2 separate regions of the Mus musculus genome follow, and region 2 is linked to region 1. A link is a contact called in public promoter capture Hi-C data. All regions are on one chromosome and are shown on one strand. Each heading gives the region's core, a stretch centred on a gene start, on an enhancer-like site or on the middle of the called end of the contact. The rest is flanking DNA. Distances are from core to core; before and after follow the strand shown.

Evidence for each region. Promoter capture Hi-C pulls out the DNA fragments that hold promoters and counts their contacts.
Region 2: a promoter capture Hi-C map of embryonic stem cells shows a contact between it and region 1, with 5 times the contacts expected there. The contact joins the promoter of Chchd6 here to the enhancer-like site in region 1. A contact is called at or near these places in 5 of 39 promoter capture datasets (the 3T3-L1 cell line, the C10 cell line, embryonic stem cells and 1 more), 2 of 15 datasets of contacts at CTCF or cohesin (the NIH/3T3 cell line and large pre-B cells), 2 of 484 Hi-C or Micro-C datasets (bone marrow-derived macrophages and nephron progenitors), 3 of 115 datasets of contacts at active chromatin or transcription factors (bone marrow-derived macrophages, differentiating embryonic stem cells and large pre-B cells) and 1 of 9 other capture datasets (macrophages).

Annotation. Positions count from the first base shown.
Region 1 is chr6:89,108,475-89,113,464 of GRCm38.p6, reverse strand. 4933427D06Rik (RIKEN cDNA 4933427D06 gene) reads right to left here. Exons shown (of 4, transcript NR_134978.1): 4 at 3,426-4,990. Among named protein-coding and RNA genes, the nearest start is that of 4933427D06Rik, 15 kb to the right of the region's middle. Within about 2 kb of position 3,029, at least 15 of the 459 cell types and tissues checked have an H3K27ac peak or open chromatin away from gene starts, as enhancers often do.
Region 2 is chr6:89,593,697-89,597,951 of GRCm38.p6, reverse strand. It overlaps Chchd6 (coiled-coil-helix-coiled-coil-helix domain containing 6), which reads left to right and starts at 2,300. Exons shown (of 8, transcript NM_025351.3): 1 at 2,300-2,493. The coding sequence starts at 2,407.

The DNA of each region.
Region 1 (4,990 bases), core at 1,780-4,279:
GGTGAACATCCCAAACACCCGTTTTTCACAAAGTAGGGCAGGCACAGAGTGAGCCCATGCAGAAGGACAAGAGTCCCTGTGCCTGGGGACTTGTTTTAGGTGGTGACAGCAAGGGATGAAGCTGCTTCACAGCCAAAGGCTGACCGAGGGACCCTGTGCACAGGCTTACGTGGGGAAGGAAGACAGTAGACAACCTAAGAAAGATCAAGGTAGACAAAGACCAGTGTAGAATGGGAGCCCAAGAGTGGGGCTCTAACATGTCAGCTTATTCATATTTATGTATGGAGTATTTTTTGTTTATAGATTTTTGTTTTATGTGTAGGAGAGTTTGCTAGCATGTATGCGTGTGCACCATGTGTATACCCGGTCCCTACAGAGGCAAGAAGAAGGTGTCAGATCCCATGGAACTGACATTACAGATGGTTGTGAGCTGCTACTAGGAACCAAACCCAGGTCCTCTGCAAGAGCACCGAGTGCTCTTGAGCATGGAGCCACCTCTCCAGCCCTTTATTTTGAATTATATGTATGTATATATGTGTGTGCTCAGTTGCTCTCAGAGGTCAGAAGAGGATGTCAGATATACTGGCAGCTAGAGTTACAAGCAATTGTGAACTACCTGATGTTGGTGCTGAGAACTAACTCAGGTTCTCTGGAAGAATATAACACGCTCTTAACAGTTGAGCTAGCTCTCCAGCCCTGTATTTATTGAATTTTTAGAAAAAGAACAGTGTTGACCACTGTTCACCAGTATTTACAATGAAGGAAACGATATACATTTTGGGAAACACTCTAATACCACAAAGTTGTTATTCTGGCTTCCACTGAGCCATAACCCAGATACTGGAAGGTTGAGCCTATGCATAAGGAAGGAGTTGAGGGTTTTGTTTATTTGTTTAAAAAAAAAAAAGCATGTGGGTCAACAATCTGTATTAATGAATGTTGTTCACAGATTTATGCCAGCAGGTCCTACCTCGTCAACCTCCCTTGTCACGTGATCACATTTCTATATGCCACCTTGACTATACCATGAGTTGTAACCTTTGAGTCTTGACATTATGTGAAGGGATGGCTCCCTAAAGGAGCCCCTTCAAGTCTTGTTTAGCTAATTCAAACAAACCAGGAGAAAAATCTCTCTCTTTTTTTAAACTATAAAATCCAAATCTAGGCGGCTGAGGTTGGGTCTGGGCCTTGATCAGTAAAGCGCTTAGGAGGACTGGAGGCAGACAGACCAGAAGGACCACACACACACACACACACAGCCCCCCACCCCCACCCCCAGTTGCATAGCAAATCCAGGTTCAGCCTGAGTTACGTGAGACCCTGTCTCAACAAAAAGAAAATCGAAATCCCAAGTACCAAAGCATTTTGAGGAGGTGAGACAGCTCACAAAACCCACAGGCAGCGGGGAGGAAGGTAAGAGAGTCTGCTCTGAGTGGAGGCTCCCAAAAGAAGCCTGTGGAGTGCTCAGTCCTCTATGGCTAGAATAAATGACTTGACAAAGAGGTAACTGATCCAAAAAGAGCAAGACTTTCTGCCAGCCATGGTCATCTGGTCCTGAACAGTATCCTAACTGACGACCATAAAGCAGGCAGGCATGCAGTCCCCACACACCCAAAGGCAGGAGAGTCGTGATATATCTAGGCAGGCCTGAGTCACCCAGAGCAGCTTGGCTATCCCAAGCTAACAATTGGAATGCTGGGAAAAAGATGCCTCAGATAGGGGTCAGAGGCCCACATTCCCCAGGCCTGGGTGAGCCTGCAGGTGTCCATTCTTTGCAGGCCAGGCCAGGGACTTCTGTAATGCCCTATGGTGATGTCTGAACGTGGCTTGACCCTAATGAGTCAGGCTGCAATTCAGCATCATAGACCAGATGGGACCTGCAAGAAGTGGTGAGATTCTGCCCTGGTGACAGGGTTGCTCCCTGGGTGAACTGGAAGGTGACAGAGCTGAGTCCCACAGCACAAGGCAGCCTGGGAAAGGAAGAGGAAGGTGGTGTGAGCAGAAACCCCCAAGTTTGCTGCTTCTAACAGTAATGCTCCCAAAGGAGGAGACAAAGGAATGGCACCCCACAGAGCATGTGCAGAGGAGATATGCTGACCTGGAACAAAGAAATGAGGCGAGCCAGCAAATTAAACAGGTAGATAAACAAAAATAAAAAGATATGGAACCTTATTAATAGCCGAGGCAATTCTAATTAGAACAAAAATAAAATAACGAGTTTTTATCTAAGATATTGCCAAAAATTCCAGAGCCCCAGCATGGCCTGCCAGCAACGACGCCTCACACCATAAGCTGGCATTGTGTGAGAACTAATCTGGATGCAGTATCTTAGCATCTATTAAAATAAAATAGACCATACCATTTGACACAGGGATCTAAGTTTGATAAGTTATTTTATAAACTTAAAAACAAACAACAAAAACCACAAAAGCAGGCTGGTCCTTAAGATATGTGTGTAAACTGGGACACGGTGGTGCATGCCTTTAATCCCAGCAGTTGGGAAACAAGGTCGGGTGGATCTCTTGTGGGTTGGAGGCCAGCCTGGTCTACAAAGTGAGTTCCAAGACAGCCAGGTCAACACAGAAAAACTGTATCTAAAACCAAAAAGATCTGTGTAGAAGTGTGATGAGGCCTTGTGGCCATGGGAATGCCTTAGAAATGGCACAGCCAGAACTTATGTGTGTGGAGATTGCTGTATGAGGACAGGAAGTGCAGGTGGAGGGGTCCTGAGGTGACATCCTTTAGGCTCACAAATCAGAGAACCCCACAGATCTGCCCACTGTGCTTCCCACTGCTTTCAAGGTCAGATGGAGGAGCTATGGGGTGCAAAGGGACAGTTCCCAATGTACCTACCACACCTATGACACCTGTCTGGTCCCCGAGCTTGGTTCTGGATGATTCTGAGAGATGGTGCTGTGGTTTGGATATAGGTGTCCTCAGGAGGCTCCTGTGTTTGTACTGGTGCTACTTGAAAATGAAAGGTTGTGAACTTTCTGGAGGGCAAAGTGAGTCGCTAGGGATGAGGTTTGTGGTTTTGTAGTCCAGCCCCACTTCCTGTCTGACCTCTGACTGCCAGGTGCAATGTGACCCGGCCTCTCCCACTTAACCTCCCCATCATCATAGAATGTATTCCCTCAAACTGAGCCAAGATAGCCCCTTCCTTAAGTAGCTTCTTGTCAGGCATTTGATCTCAGCAACAAGAAACAAGTGACTAACATGGACAGAGTGCTGTATGTATGGGAAATCAAAATACAGCAGAGACTTCAGAGCACACACATGTTGAGCAGGCTTCTACAGCTACAGGAAATTAGCAGGCAGGAGGAAACCAAACCTACTGTCTTCCATAACTTCAGGAGGACAGCTTTTCTAAACACATTTTGCTTTTGCATTGCTAATTTATGAAATTTTACAAAAAGAATTTTGTACAACCAAAGCCCAAGAGGAGGATTTATTTAAAAGGATAGTTAACTACACACACACACACACATACAAAGATTCATGATAAAAACTCTTCTTGGACATTTTTCTTAGAAACAAATACAAACTTCATAAATACAAAATCCAATTTATAATTCACCTTTAGGAGTACTGAAGACAGGAACTATTTTAACTTGATCAGAGACATCCATGAGAAAACTGACAGGAAATTCCCATTAATGATAATTAAAAAAAAAAAAAGAAGAAGAAGACATTTAAAATATTCTCACTGAGGCCAAAAGGCTATTATTACCAAACTATTCCACACTTAGCCTTCTGTTGAGACAGGTCTCATCATGTAACTCTGCAGACCAGGTTGGCATAGAATTAACAAAGATCCACCTGCCTCTGCCTCACAAGTGCTGGGATTAAAGGTGTGCGCCACTATCGCCCAGCCTCTTACTCGGTGTTTTAAATGTGGCTCACTCTCTTTGTTTCCTTTCATAAACCCCCGTGCCTTTTGTTCAATTTGTCCAATTTTCTTTGACTTACTCATTTTCAATCTAGTCTGAACTTCTAGTGCCTTTCAACTCACTTGGGGATCCTGGGCTGGTGGGACAGTGCTTCCGGTAAAAACGTTCTGCCAAGCCTACAGGCCTGGGTTCAAGGCTCGGGTCTGCACAGGGTAAAAATTAAGAGCTGTCTCTGCAAGTTGTCCTCTGACCTCCATAGACAGACTGTGCCACATACATGCCCACACAGATACACACAATAAGATATCATAGTAAAAACAACAACAACAACTAGTACTACTACTACTACTACTACTACTACTACTACTACTACTACTATTCAGCAACAGCTACTGCTGCCTCCAAACTATAAGGGTCCACATCAGGATATCCTGCTTCAGAGAACTTCATACATACATACACTCATCCTCCCCAGCTCTAGGCACGGCTGGGTCGGCTTCTGGGGCCGTTTGCTTCCTTCCTGGCTCCCCTCTGTGATAGTCGGGGCTATCAGATGTTCAGTCCCATCCGTTGTTGGTTCAAATCTGTAATCTTGCATCCCAATTCCACCTGAGCTCTGTAACTTGCTCTTTCTATACACAAATACACGATTTCAGGGGTACAGCATCACTCCATTTCCCTGAGGGTATAAGATTCCTGGGAAAGCCTTATGCTGCAAGTTCAAGCCAGTCACCATTGCAGCATGGATGGGGAGGGGGCTCATGAGGCTCCACCCCCAGCTAAGTTGCTGGTGGTGAATGATGGTTGCTAGGGAGGAAGAGTCATTTTTCTGCAGTATTAGTTATCCATACTCTAGTGGATGATCCCAGAGTCATGCATTTGAGGCTGTATGACAGATTTTTAAAAAAATAGAATAGAGTCATTTTTCTGCAGTATTAGTTATCCATACTCTAGTGGATGATCCCAGAGTCATGCATTTGAGGCTGTATGACAGATTTTTAAAAAAATAGAATAGAGAGAGGAAGTGGGAAGGGGAAGTGTTAAGGGGCCACTGGACCATAAAAATATTTTTTTTCAAATAATAAACCCAGGAGGGACAA
Region 2 (4,255 bases), core at 1,051-3,550, 490 kb before region 1:
ATCTGTTTCTCAAGTATTAGGCTATGCCCCACTGATAACCTTAACTACAAATGAATCTATTCTGCATATTTCAGGAAATGTCAACCATGCTTTTGTTTCAAAAGTTTTTATGACCACCTGTTGCTATGACTACCTTGTGTAGGCAAAAGGTTATTGTGCACTGTGTAAAGATTATCCTTGTTTTATTCAAATGCTAATTTCTGTGCTCACATATCTGGCTGCAATCCTTATTCTGAGAATCTCCTGTCTCATTGTTGTATAAAAAATGTCCCCAATGTTGGGGATTTTGACTGGGAGGTAGCCAGATTAGTTTAGAGGATTAAAATAGATTAATACTGCTCAGTTGTTGTGCCTTAAAGCTGCTAAATAAATCTAATAGCCCTGTATCCATTATTTGGAAGCTAGCTGAGTTAAGAGAAAATCTTCAACACTTATAAATTCTCGTTAACAACAGGTACCATAACAGGTACCCTTGTTATGCGTACCTGTTGTTATGACTTGACCACTTTGTTATGAGTACCTTATTAGGACCACTTTATGAGAGGATCTAAACCACTCCATTTTAGAACAGGCAGCCATATTAGGCCTTAAGTTTCAGTTTCCCAAAGAAGCAGGAAAGACTCCTTGGGAGAGTCACAGACAATGGATCGTTAGTCAATACGGGTCCTGACTTTTGGCTGAGAGGGAGAATGAACCAGAACCGAGTCAGTTCCTGGGACAACTGGCTGAGAGAGATAACAAACTCTGAATTGGGCTAGTTTCTGAAATTCCTGACCAAAAATGGTAAAACTAATATAGCAAGCAATCAGAAATTGTATTAATGTAACTGCCATACACCTAGCTAATCATGTTAGAGATTACTTAACCCTTTCAGCAAACTCCACTAGCCCTGATTAAGAAGAGCTCCTCTTCTGGTCACCATTTTGATGAATGATTGACCCACGCATGCTGGTTGTTTTTGCAGAATAAATATTGTTTGCCTTTACATACTGTTTGAGTCTGGGGCCTTCCTTCAGTGATTCTCAGACTCTAACACTTGCAACATGTTATGGCGGTTTAAATAGGAATGGCTCCCATAGACTCATGTGTTTGAATACTTGGTCCATAGAGAATGAATGGTGGCACTACTGGGAGGTATGGCCTTGTTGGAGTAGGTGTGGCTTTGTTGGAGGAAGTGTGTCACTGGGGTGGTATGGGTTCTGAGGTTTCAGAAGCTCAAGCCATCTTACTTCCTGCTGCCTGTCAACCAGGATGCAGAACTCTCATTCCCTCCTCTAGCACCATACCAGTCCTAGGGTTTTTTTTTTTTTTTTTTTTTTTTTTTTGGACAGGGTTTCTCTGTGTAACAAGCCCTCCTGGACTCTCTTTGTAGACCAGACTGGCCTCAAACTCACAGGCCTGTTTCTGCCTGTTTCTGCCTCCTGAGTGCTGGGATTAAAGGCATGGGCTACCACACCAGGCTAAATATTTTTCTTTCTAAGAGTCACCCATGGTGTCTCTTCATAGCAATAGAAACACTAAGAAACATGCCTTTGTTTCACAAGAGGTTAAGACTAACTAGTTATATTTTGTGTCTATTTGTCTCCCATACCCCACCCCTCCTCAAATTTGGAAACCCCTTATCCTTGACCTATAAAAATCTTTTCTACCTCAAAGTCTGACCTCTTGAACTCCATCTTAGGAGAAGACAGCCTATGTACAAGAATTAAAAGTTTGTTTTAATTAACTTGCCCAGGATGGTTTGGGCCGGTGGTCTTTCTCCTCCCATCATTGGGATTAACAGTTGGTCCCTAGCATAGTACTTTCTCTATCATCTCATGGCAAACTACACTCACCTTTAGGTCTTAAAGGCTCCATTTGTGTAAAGGCTCCATCTGTGAGGTTGCCACAATTTATTAATTTGTCTCGCGGTATTACAGTGTCGTTTCCCTTGCACTACAGTAGATTCACTTGTGTTTGAAATTTGTTTCTTTCATGACTCAAGCAGGTTACATGGGGTGGCTCAGTACAAGTCTGCTGAATGCTTAACATGAACATAGATCATTAACAGTTGTCTTAGCATCCTTGGTAGTTTATTCTTAGAACACGACTTTTACTTTGCTTCAGGGATAAGATTTATAAGAAACCATGACCTTGTCTCAGCGTCTATTTGGCTGGCCCTCTGTCCAATTTTCCAGCCCACAGGTACCCCTACCTCAGAGAGCCACGCCCCCTTCCAGAGCTTTTTAATGGCGCCAGAATGCTGGACTACAAATCCCACAGGGCAACGCGCGCCAGCCCCAGCAGCCAATAGAGCGCAGTGTTGCTGGCCTGTGTCCCGAGTGACGAGCGTAGGCCGCTGAGCAGCGTCGTCCTGGTTGCTGTGGAGCCGGCTCGCGTGGCCTCACGCCCTGCCCGCCTCCTGTCATGGGCAGCGCCGAGAGCGCCGAGGCCCGAAGGGTGTCCTTCGAGATGGATGAGGAGGAGCGGGTCCGGGTGCTGCAGGGCATCCGGGTGAGCGGCGCGGCGGGAGGGCGCGGGCCGGAGGAGCGTGCGGGCGGGAATGGGAGCCGCCGTCCCGGGGACCAGATACATGGGGCCGCTGGCACTCGGGGGCAGCCGGCCGCCTCAAGTCATTTTCCACCGCCTTGGCTCTCTCGGTTCCGGATTTGTTCCGTGCTCTACCCGGTTTCACTTGTCTTGTGCTTCTCGTTGCGTGTGCTGCAGCACGTTTTGAAAGTGTTCTTCCATTTCCAATCTTGTTCACGTGCCTTTCTCCGTGAGGCAGCAAAAGGAGAGTTTCAGCTACTGTGTATTAGGTCATATGCCTTATCCGCTCTTCAACTAAAAACCTACAGTTGGTCCTTACCACGTCGAACAGGAGGAATAGCCTCACTTGGCTTTTACAAGATGTGCTGGTGCCCACTGACCTTCCCATCCCTTTCCTGGCCTGTTTCCTCATCTTCATAAGATACTTATTTTTGCCTCAGGACCTCCTTGTTCTTCCTAGAAGATCCCAGGTGTTCGATGTTTCTTCAGTTATCGTTAACCTGGCTGTCTTCTTGTTACAGCTCAGGTGTCATCCAAGAATCCTTCCTTGACCACAGTCTCAAGCGACTTCCCACACTACTGCCACACATTTATGATTTTCTCAGCATCCAACACAGTTTGAAACAAATTGTGTTTATTGTGTTTCCCATTAGAGCTCTAGCTGATAGCTTGGCTGAAGTTCTTGTGTAATTCATGACTTTATCACCGGAACTTACAAGAATAAAAGCTCCTGTTTTATTTCAGACTGGCAGCTCTTTACAGGTATTATTTAATTTTTCAACCAATCAATGAGCAGTAGAATTGTTAGTACCTCTTCCTCTGTTTTGTTTTGAGACAGGGTCTCAATATTAAGTCAGGCTGGCCCAGGACTCTGTGTCTGCTTGTCTCATGAGTGCTAGGATTAAGGAGGGGCATATACCACCAAAAGTTTGATTAGTCCATTTTGTAGCTTATGGGGAACTGAGGTCCTATTGGCATAAGTTGTCCAAGGTCACACAGGTAACAAAGTAGGAGACCCAAGACTATAAAGTAGGTCAGCTCCAGAGCTGTTTGTTAAACTTCTTGCTAGACTTTCTTCTATACCTGTGCATGGCACTTAGTGTGTACTTGGTCGATAATTGTTAAGTAATTACATGAGTGAACTCAATGAAATAAATCAAACTTCAAACAAAATGCTCTGAGTTGGCTCTAGGTGAATTAGAGAGTAGATTCAGAAAAAGACTTCAGAGGGTCTGACATCTGAACTCCTTAATAGAGCTATTTTTTATTTAGCTTACAAGAGCTATTTTTTGAGTTTTACTTGGGGAGTGGAGAGAGAGAGAGAGAGAGAGAGAGAGAGATAGAGATATGGTGGGAGGTTATCCTGGGTACTATCAAGGATCAGATGAAGATGTGTGTGAAGCAATGGAGAAGACATGAGGGATGCTTTGTGGGGGGCCTCAGAATGTGCAGCATGTCAGGAGCTGACCAGCTGGAATCGTTAACCTGGCTTGTGGCAAGAATTAAGAGGGGGAAGATGGTTTCTGTTGAAAGGCTGAGAGGGAAGGAGTAGGGTAGATTGTAGGAAGACCGCTTTGACTCAGGACATTCTTCACAGTTTTTTGCTGGGTCTCCTGTTTCAGGGGGATGCAGGCCTGAGTCTTCAGATGTTCAGAGAAGCACCATTGGAGGTGGCTCAGACTTTTCATTTCTAGTTCTCTTAATAATTCTGTAGAGTACAAAGTCT